Linked DNA regions of Sus scrofa: region 1 is linked to region 2. A link is a contact called in public promoter capture Hi-C data. All regions are on one chromosome and are shown on one strand. The core of a region is the stretch at or near the end of the contact, and the rest is flanking DNA. Distances in the headings are between cores, read along the strand shown.

Region 1 (4,096 bases), core at 1,084-3,583, 280 kb after region 2:
CGAGCTTAATGAGAGTTAACTTGAATTTCGTGCTAACGAGAGCAGCCTGTTGTGGCCTATCAAACATACATTATGCATCTGCTTTAATTATTAAGTAAAAGGGCACATTGACCAGAAGAACAAAATGTCCGTGCCGGAGCTCCCGCCGTGGTGCAACGGGATCAGCAGCAGCTTGTGAGCACTGGGACGTGGGTTCGATCCCTAGCCCAGAGCAGTAGATCTGGCTTTGCTGCAGCTTAGTTCGAGGCTGCAGCTCAGATCGGATCGCTGGCCCTGGAGCTCCATACGCCACAGGGCAGCCAAAAAATAAAAAAAAAGGAGTTCCTACTGTGGCTCAGTGGTACTGAGCCCGACTAGTACCCATGAGCATTCGGTTTCGGTCCCTGGCCTTGCTCTGTGGGGGAAGGATCCAGCGTTGCCGTGAGCTGTGGTGTAGGTCACAGACGTGGCTGTGGCTGTGGTGTAGGCTGGCAGCTGCAGCTCCAACTCTACCCCTAGGCTGGGAACCTCCATAAGCCACAGTGCAGCCCTAAAAAGCAAAAAAAGAATGTCCATGCTAAAGACACAAATTAAGCGCCCCTTCCGGGGATACCAATGCCCTCCTCCTTCGATGATAAGCCCCTTCCCAGGCGCCAAGGCCCTGGGGTACGTCACGGTCTGTTTGGTGTTTGTTTGTTTACTTTGGGGACTTGTAGAAATTTATCCCAGAGTTAGTTCATGTTCTTTGTTCTGACAAGATGCAAAACTGTGCTGAAACCCATGGTCTCTGGGACAGTCCCTCAGAGGAATCTGGAAAGCTGTCTTCTGGGCTGTAGTCCTCCGTTTGGCTCAAATAAAACTTTTTTCTACTCTAATTATTGCTTATTGATTATTTCCCCCCCCACACACACACACACACCGGGAACTGTAAGGAGATTAAAGGGAAAGGCCTCCATCTGTTACACCTCGTGTGTGTAAGTGGCTTGGGGCTTCCTCCCCACAGGCAGCAACCCTGAGGTGAGCCCAGCTGGCAGGTCAGAGGGAGGGGAGGAGACACACCTGGCAAGAATCCCAACTTAGGGAGTTCCCTTTGTGGCTCAGCGGTTAATGAACCCAACTAGGATCCATGAGGATGCGGGTTTGATCCCTGGCCTCACTCAGTGGGTTAAGGATCCGGCGTTGCCATGAGCTGTGGTATCTAGGTTGCAGATGCAGCTCACACCCGCTGTGGTGTAGGCTGGCAGCTACAGCTCTGATTCGACCCCTAGCCTGGGAACTTCCATACGCCGCAGGTGCAGCCCTAAAAAAAAGCAAATAATAATAATAATGGAATCACAACGTCCAGCCATAACATGGCTCACAGGACGGCCGGCTCTGCTGACCGCGTCTTCCCACCTTGTGGGCACCAGCATGGGAAGCCGGGACTCAGGCTCTGAGTCCACCGGGAGGTGACTGGCTGGCCAGAGCCCACACGGCCAAGGGGCAGCGCTCACCGCTGTGGCTCCAAATGTCTGCTAAGACGCCCGAGCCTGTGCTGGGGCACCCAGAAACCAAGCCCCATCAGTAACCCCACTGCACGGAGGAGGAAGCTTAGGCCTGAAGAGGTCCAGCACCTTGCAGCGCTCACAGAACTAGCAGGTCGCGGAGCCGGAAGAGGACCCGGAAGCCCGACGCGGGAGTCTACACCCGGGAGGTGAAGAGCGCTCGCGCGTTGGGCAAGAGCCCTGGCACCGCGGTGGGCGTGGCCTAGCGGAGAGGGGCGGGGGGAGCCGCGAGGGCGGGGCCGGGCCGGGCCGGGGCGGAGCCGGCGGCCTCCATTGGGTGCTTCTTTGAGTTCGTCACAGGACTGCCAGGCCAGACTCCGCCCAGGCCCCGCCCCTCCGTGGGGGTTAACCCCGCCCCCTCCGGCCTGGGCCCTCCTGCCCTTTAGGCTGAGGCCCGCGGTCAAGGCGCGGGGCCCAGACGCCTCTGCCCCGGCGCGCGGGGGCCGCTCTGTTCCACACTCAGGCCAGAGGTCAGCCAGGGGCTTTTGAAGCCCTTGGAGCCACACTCGCGGGCATTGTCAGTTGCCTGTTCTTTTTCTTCCTAGCAGCTTTACTGAGGTGTAACTTGCAATTCCTCCATTTAAAGCGCACAGTTCTGCGGGGTTTACCCAGAGCTGTGCAGCCATCGCCACAACTTAATTTAGGGCGTTTACATCCTCAGTCCCTCTCATCCTCCTCAGGCTCCGACGGCGCTGCGCTGAGAGACCTGGCCGCCAGGGGGCGCCGCGACCCCGCCCTCAGCTGCGCCTGCGCCGACTCCGCGCGCGAACCCCAGAGCGAGCCCGCCGAGCGCGCGCCCGCCCCGCGAGTGCGCCTGCGCGGAGCCCGTGGCCGCGCCCGCTCCCGCCGGGGGCTCGTCGCTGGGCGGCCGGGCCATGGGGGAGGCCGAGGTGGGCGGCGGTGGCGCGGCGGGCGACAAGGGGCCCGGGGAGGCAGCCACCAGCCCGGCCGAGGAGACGGTCGTGTGGAGCCCCGAGGTGGAGGTGTGCCTCTTCCACGCCATGCTGGGCCACAAGCCCGTCGGTGAGCGGAGCGCCGCGCCGAGGCCGCGCACCCGCGTGGGGGCGGGGCGGCCGGCAACGGCCGGGGGCGCGCGCGGGGCGGGCGGGGCGGGGCCTCCTGCGCCTGCACCCCTGCACACCCTGCCCCCACCTGCTCGCCCCTCCCCGGCCTGCTCCTTGCAGTCCCCTCCCCCGCTCGACTTTGCCCCCTCCCGCCCCCACCCCCCCACGCCGGCCGACCCCTGCCTTCACCTGCACCCCTGCCCCCTTTGCTCCTCCCCCACTGACCCCTACCTCTTCCTCTCCCCCCTTGTACCTGCCACCAACCCCATTCTACCCCCGCGCCCTCCAAGCACTGCCCCCGTCTCCCCCTGCGCCTTCTCCCCTCTCTTCCCCTTGACCCCCACGTCTGTTCTCCAAACTACCTGTCTGCCCCCACGGGCTGACCCTTTCCCCCTGCAGGTGTGAACCGGCACTTCCACATGATCTGTATCCGGGACAAGTTCAGCCAGAACATCGGCCGGCAAGTGCCCTCCAAGGTCATCTGGGACCACCTGAGCACCATGTACGACATGCAGGCACTGGTGAGCTGGCCCCCACCCTCCCCCAGACAGGTGGTGGCCGAGAGCCCCCTCCGTGCGCCTCCCTGCGTCTACACCAGGCCCTGTCCTCAGGGAACTTGACGTCTGGGCTGCCCCGCAGGGGACCAGTTGTTCAACAAGGTAGCTCCGAGCAGTTTTACAGAAAACACAAACCTAGTGACGGTAGCTGGTTATCACATGGCACCTACTTGCAATTGAGGGGTCAGTTAGGACCTGGCCAGGAGACGACTGAGGAGCTGAGGCCTGTGGGAGGGGCTCTGAGGCCATTGTCAGTCTTACAGAAAGTCCCAGAGTGCTGTAGGCAGGGAGGTGGCAGGGTCTGAGTCAGGTTAAGGTGACACTGGTGACTGCTGGTAGAACCAGGCAGGCAGGGACCCGGGCCTCACGGAACCCCCCCTGAGCCATGTCGTTAGCGGGGCAGATGAACTAGGGGAACAGGGTGGCCAAAGAGACCAGTGGCGTTCCCAGCAGAGGAGCGGCAGGTGTCAAGGCTCTGTGGCAGCAGGCGTTGGTGCATCAGAGGACGCAGAGGAGGCCAGGGTGTCTGGAGAGTGGGTGGGAGCCGGGTGGCAGGTGCCCGGTGAGGTGGGAGCCTGTGCTGGGTTAGGGAAGGCTCCATCTCCCCTCACGCCCCCAGGCGAGAATTGGTGCGTGTGGGCAAAGGGGGCAGCAGACCCCCAGCCGTCTGGGTCCAGAAACCTCACTGCCATTCCCTCCCTTTGGCCTTGGGCGTGGCACTCACATCTCGTCCTGGTGTAGGGAGGAGAGAAAGGTGACCACTGTGTCCTGGGACCAGCGCCTGGCCTGCAGTAGGCATTCTAGAAACTCGAGAACTGGCCGCTAAACTACACCAGGCCCACCCAAAGGGCCATGCCTGCTGGTCAGGGCCTTGCCCTCCGTGAGTTCCCGGGTTCCACAGCTTGACTGGGCTCGCATACCTGTCACACTGTGAGGTCACCTGGCCCCCAGG
Region 2 (4,622 bases), core at 1,711-4,210:
CCTGCCAGGCATCTGACCTCACAACAGCCCTCTGGCAGGCAGGTAGTGCCTAACGCAAGCCCATTTCACAAAGGAGCAAACGGAGGCTCAGAGACCAGTGCCACCTGCTCCAAGTCACAGAGCCCCTGGGCAGTGGGGCTGGGATTCCAGGCAGCTCTGCTCCCAGGGCCTGGGCCCCACCGCCGCACTCATAACACAGATTTTGGGGAGAGACCCTTGCATCTTGTTCCCCAAATAACCGACCCTCGAAGTCCACAGCCTGTAGCTGGCAGCCCCCTTTGCCAGGCCAGCCACCCTTCCTCTGGGCCTGGGGAGCAGTGCAAGACGGGCAGTGCCTGCCCTGGGAGCCGTCAGCTGTTAGGGCCCGAGAAGGGGCCGACTGCGCGAAGGGCCTGGAAGACATCTGAATGGGACTTGAAGGCCAAGTGGCAGGGAGGGCAGGCGTGGAGGGACGAGGGGACCGTGGAGGGCGCAGCAGGTGTGCCACGTCCCAGCCGTCCCCATGTCCTTCAGAGCTCAGGCCTCTGCACACACGGCCTTCACAAACGGCAAGAGCATCACCAGGCAGCGCTGCCAGCAGGGCCCTGGTCCCAGGCGCTGGGTTGCAATGCCCACCCTCCCAGAAGCCCCTCCCACAGGAATGGGCCTGGCCCACGACCCGGGCGCCTGCACTGCTTGCTGAACCACTCGCGCATCCGCGCATGTGAGGCCTCACACAGCGTAAGGTGTCACCGCTCTGCCCTGGAGCGTCACAGTGACCCCAGGGAGACTGGGTGTGGCGAGGGACTGTCCTTGGGCCGATGGCCGCCAGGGGGCATGACCACTGCCAGGGACAGGCTGCCAAGGACCAGCTGGACGGCCTTCCACCGAGAAGCATCAGTGCCCCGTCAGAGACGCAGTTCCATCTCCCCGGGGAGGTGGGGGCGAGGTGTCAGGCAAACTGCTCCCTCTGTCCCACCGGGGCCCTAAGCCCCTCCGGAGCCTTGGCTGGCCTGTCGGCGGATAGGGTCAGGCCACAGGCATCCTCTGCCTCCCCTTGTCCACCTATGGGGTGGGACGGTGGCCTCAGGGCCACGGAGACCTCTGTGAGGGCAAGCAGTGTGGCCAGAAGCGCTGTATCCTGGACTCCATCCCGACCACGAGTCCCTGGGAAGACCCCACATCACCTTGACCTGCCTGAGGACCAGGGGTGCGAGGCAACCACATGGTGACCTCCAGGTAAGAAGAGCCACCTCTGGACGGACACCAGGGAACCACGGTGGCTTCCAGGTCTCACCCACCCACACGGGGCACCAGCTGCAGGACTCTGCACAGCTCCAGAGCCTGCCCCGGAGCGAGCCTGCTCAGCAGCTCTGCCCCCAGACCAAAGGCCAACAGTGGCCCTTGAGAAGGGAAGGTGATGAGCAGCCAGTCCTGGGCCCAGGCCAGTGCAGGGGTCTGGAGGAAGGGTGCGAGGAGAGGGGTCACCCGGGGGCCAGTGCGCAAAGGTGTCGGGAGCTGCAGCTTTGTGGGGGGGCTGTGGGAGAAGGGTCTCTGGGAGAAGAAGTGGGGTGTCCAGCAGCCAGGCGCTATGTGGGCACAAGGCAGGCCAGCCGGGCAGAGCTCAGGGGTGGGGCACAAGGGAAGTCACTGCAACCTGGGAGTCTACAGGCTCAGGGGTGCTGAGCAGAGCCGGGACAATGGAGGCGGGGGCGTGGGGGGCTCTGGGGACCACCAGCTGTGCTGTGGGGGGCAGGGAGGCTGGCCTGGCGCGGGAGACTCTGATGCCAGATGTCACAATATGGGGAGGACCCCGGCCCACGTGGGGGCGGCCGCCCAGTGTAGAGAATGCGGGGAGCACACAGGGGAGGGTTTTGAGCCCCTGTGTCCACAGCGCTGAGGACAGAGGGTTGGGGAGGGGGCGTGTCCAGGGCCGACAGGCTCTGTGTCTGCGGTCTGAGAACGGCCGAGGGAACCCTGACCCGTGTTCGGGGGCCCTGACCCCACATTCGGGGTGGGGGTGGAATTCAGGGACCATGACCCTTAAGCCCAGGGACAGGGCTCCAGGAACCCCTAACATCCCAGGGGTGACAGAGGGCCAGGGGACATCTTAGGCTGGCGGGGCCCAGGCAAGACTCCCTTCCAGGGCTGGCAAGGCCCAGGAGATCCCAACCTGTTGCGCCCTGACCGGGCCCAGGACCCCCCGCCCGTGTGTCGGGGGTCGCATGGCCGAGGGGCACCTCCGCATCTCCAAGTCCTACGCTGACCGGCCGCTCTGACCCCATGTCATCAGCAGATCCGGATCCTCTGAGGGTCGCCTCACCCCCACGTTAGGAGCTGGGCCAGCCTGGGCCGCCTCGCCACCCTGCCCCCTGTGCTGGAGGCCCCCAGGTCACCCTGACCCTCTGTCCTGGGCTGTGAGGTCCCCAGGCCACCTTCACCTCTGCGCTGACCCAGCTCCAGGCCACTCTGCCACCCTCAGGTGACCCCAACCCTGAGCCCGGGTGACTCTGACAAGAGCCCCCGACCCCTGCGCTGACCTTGCCCGGGGCCACCCCGCCGCCCCCAGGCCCCAGGAGACCCGGGTGGCACTTACCTCTGGCGCTGCCCGTCCAGGCCCAGGCCCAGGCCCAGGCCCAAGCCGGTGGGCGCGGGCGCGGGGCTGAGCAGACCCTGGGGCGCCGAGGCCCTGCCGGGAGGACCAGACTGCGGCAGGCCGGCGGGGGGCGCGGGCAGCGGGGGAGGCGGCGGCGGCGGCGGCGGCGGCGCAGGCGGTTCGCGGGCCTCGGCGGGCGGCGGCGGGGGCTTCTCGCCGCCGGGGCCCAGGCTCGGGGGCCGCCCGTCCAGCGAGATGTTGTTGAGGAAGAAGAGCGCGGCCTGGCGACGCCGGGAGTCCCCACGCCGCCGCAGCGCCTGCGGAGGGGCCCTGGCGGCGGGGCCGGGGGACGGGCCCGCGGCTCCACCCGCCGCGGCCGCGGCCATCCTCCGACTGAGCCCGCCGGCCGGCCGCGCGCGCCGCGGCCGGCCGCGCACGCGCACGCGCACGCCGCCCATTGGCCGGGGCGCACCCGCATGCAAATACATCGGCATCGCGCCCTCCCATTGGCCAGAGCGGCGCGGGCGGCTGGGGCCGGGGGTGGGCTCCCCCGGGTCTCGGAGGATCGGATGAAGCTCCTGGGAGCCGGGAGCGGAACGTCTGCCCGCCGACCGGTCCCGCGAGGTCTGGCTCGGAGCCTCGCAGCGGCGAGGCGGCACGTTCGCCTCCCCGCCTCGGCAGCCACGGCTTCGGGGTGGCAGTGCCCGGTTCCCCTTGCCGGGTTGTGACGTTAGCGGCCTCCCTCGAGCCTCGTCTTTAGGCTCCAACGGACTTTCCCTCTCCGGGTGTATCTTTGCGGGGGCGGAGGCTGGGTTGCAGGGGCTGGAGCTGTGCCACCCGCCGTCTGGGGTCTAGGTCGCCCCTCGAGGAGCCCCAGGAATGGCCCGCGGTACCACCGGGCCCCCCTCATTGACGGAAGACGAGACCGCGGGTCTGAGGGGAGAAGGCACCTGCCTGGGTGGCAGGCGGGCGGGGCCAGGGCGGGGCCTTCAGCCCCAGGCAGAATCCTGCACCTCCCTCGGCATCTAGGCGACCTTGAGTGTGGGGAGGAGGGCCGGCCTGTTTCCTCCTCTGTACCCAGGACCCCTGACTTCAGAGCCTGTGGCTTCCTGCTTCAGGTGTTGCCTTCTGGAACCTCCAGGAACTCCCTTGTGTCTTGGGGGGTGGGGGGAGGGAAGCAGGGTCCCGCAGCCACCTCTGTGTCACTGGCTTGCTCTGTCCACCTTTCTGCCTGTGGGCTTACTTTTCCTTCAGGTAGGCACAGTGATTCCGACTGCAGGATGCTGTGGGGGTTGACAGGGGCGCCTGGAGATGGGGTACTTGGTGGGGTTTGCCCAGCCTCTCCGTGGATGCTCCTGCATGGAACTGCAGGCAGCACTCAACACTTCTCTCTTCTGAGCAGGTGCTGGGAGTGGGGGTGGAGCTCCTGTTTGCAGGAGGAGGCTGGAATCAACATCCATTAGGGCCCCAGGGCCTGGCTCTGCTGGCCAGCTCTTACTAGCAGGAGCACCTGGCAGGTGGGGGCTGACCCACTGGTAGCTCTTAGTTAACTTGATACCAAATGAGGAAAACATAGGGGACATGGACCGTGTTACTGCCCCTCAGCTCCAAAACCATGCCGTCTGCTCAGGATCTGTCCCCTGCCAGCTGCACTGTGTTGGGGGTGCTGCAGGGACGGGGGTGGGGGAGGAACCGGATCGTCCAGGTTCTGGTGCCCTCTCTCTCCCCAGGCTCCTGGAGATGGGTGCCCACGGGCCAAACCTGGTCTACTAGTCGGATGTGAATGGAGCACACAGGTTTTGTTTTATTGCAGAGAAATCAAAGCAGCCTTTCACAGCTCTTAACAGTGGGACACGGCGTATACATGCGCCTGTGCTCACAGGGGCAGGGCGCCTGGATGTCTCTCTTGGGAATTTAGTCCTTCTGGCCTCTCAGACAGGCAGACAGGCCACAGTGAGCAAGGTGGCAGCCGTGCCCCCATTACTCAGGCCGGTGCCCCCAGTTTGCCCCAGGCTTCACCCAGCCTAGGCATTGACCTGTGTCCTGC

The links. Promoter capture Hi-C pulls out the DNA fragments that hold promoters and counts their contacts.
Region 1: a contact with region 2 is called in a promoter capture Hi-C map of fetal skeletal muscle, with 5 times the contacts expected there. The contact joins the promoter of MRGBP here to the promoter of CABLES2 in region 2. A contact is called at or near these places in 3 of 5 promoter capture datasets (fetal liver, fetal skeletal muscle and liver), 6 of 47 Hi-C or Micro-C datasets (alveolar macrophages, embryonic fibroblasts, liver and 3 more) and 2 of 2 datasets of contacts at active chromatin or transcription factors (alveolar macrophages and skeletal muscle).

What each region holds. Positions count from the first base shown.
Region 1 is chr17:62,056,068-62,060,163 of Sscrofa11.1, forward strand. It overlaps MRGBP (MRG/MORF4L-binding protein), which reads left to right and starts at 2,334. Exons shown (of 5, transcript XM_021078245.1): 1 at 2,334-2,546; 2 at 2,987-3,108. The coding sequence starts at 2,399.
Region 2 is chr17:61,775,434-61,780,055 of Sscrofa11.1, forward strand. CABLES2 (CDK5 and ABL1 enzyme substrate 2) reads right to left here and starts at 2,961. Exons shown (of 10, transcript XM_001924509.4): 1 at 2,576-2,961. The coding sequence starts at 2,961. It overlaps RBBP8NL (RBBP8 N-terminal-like protein), which reads right to left. Exons shown (of 14, transcript XM_013998026.2): 14 at 3,146-4,622.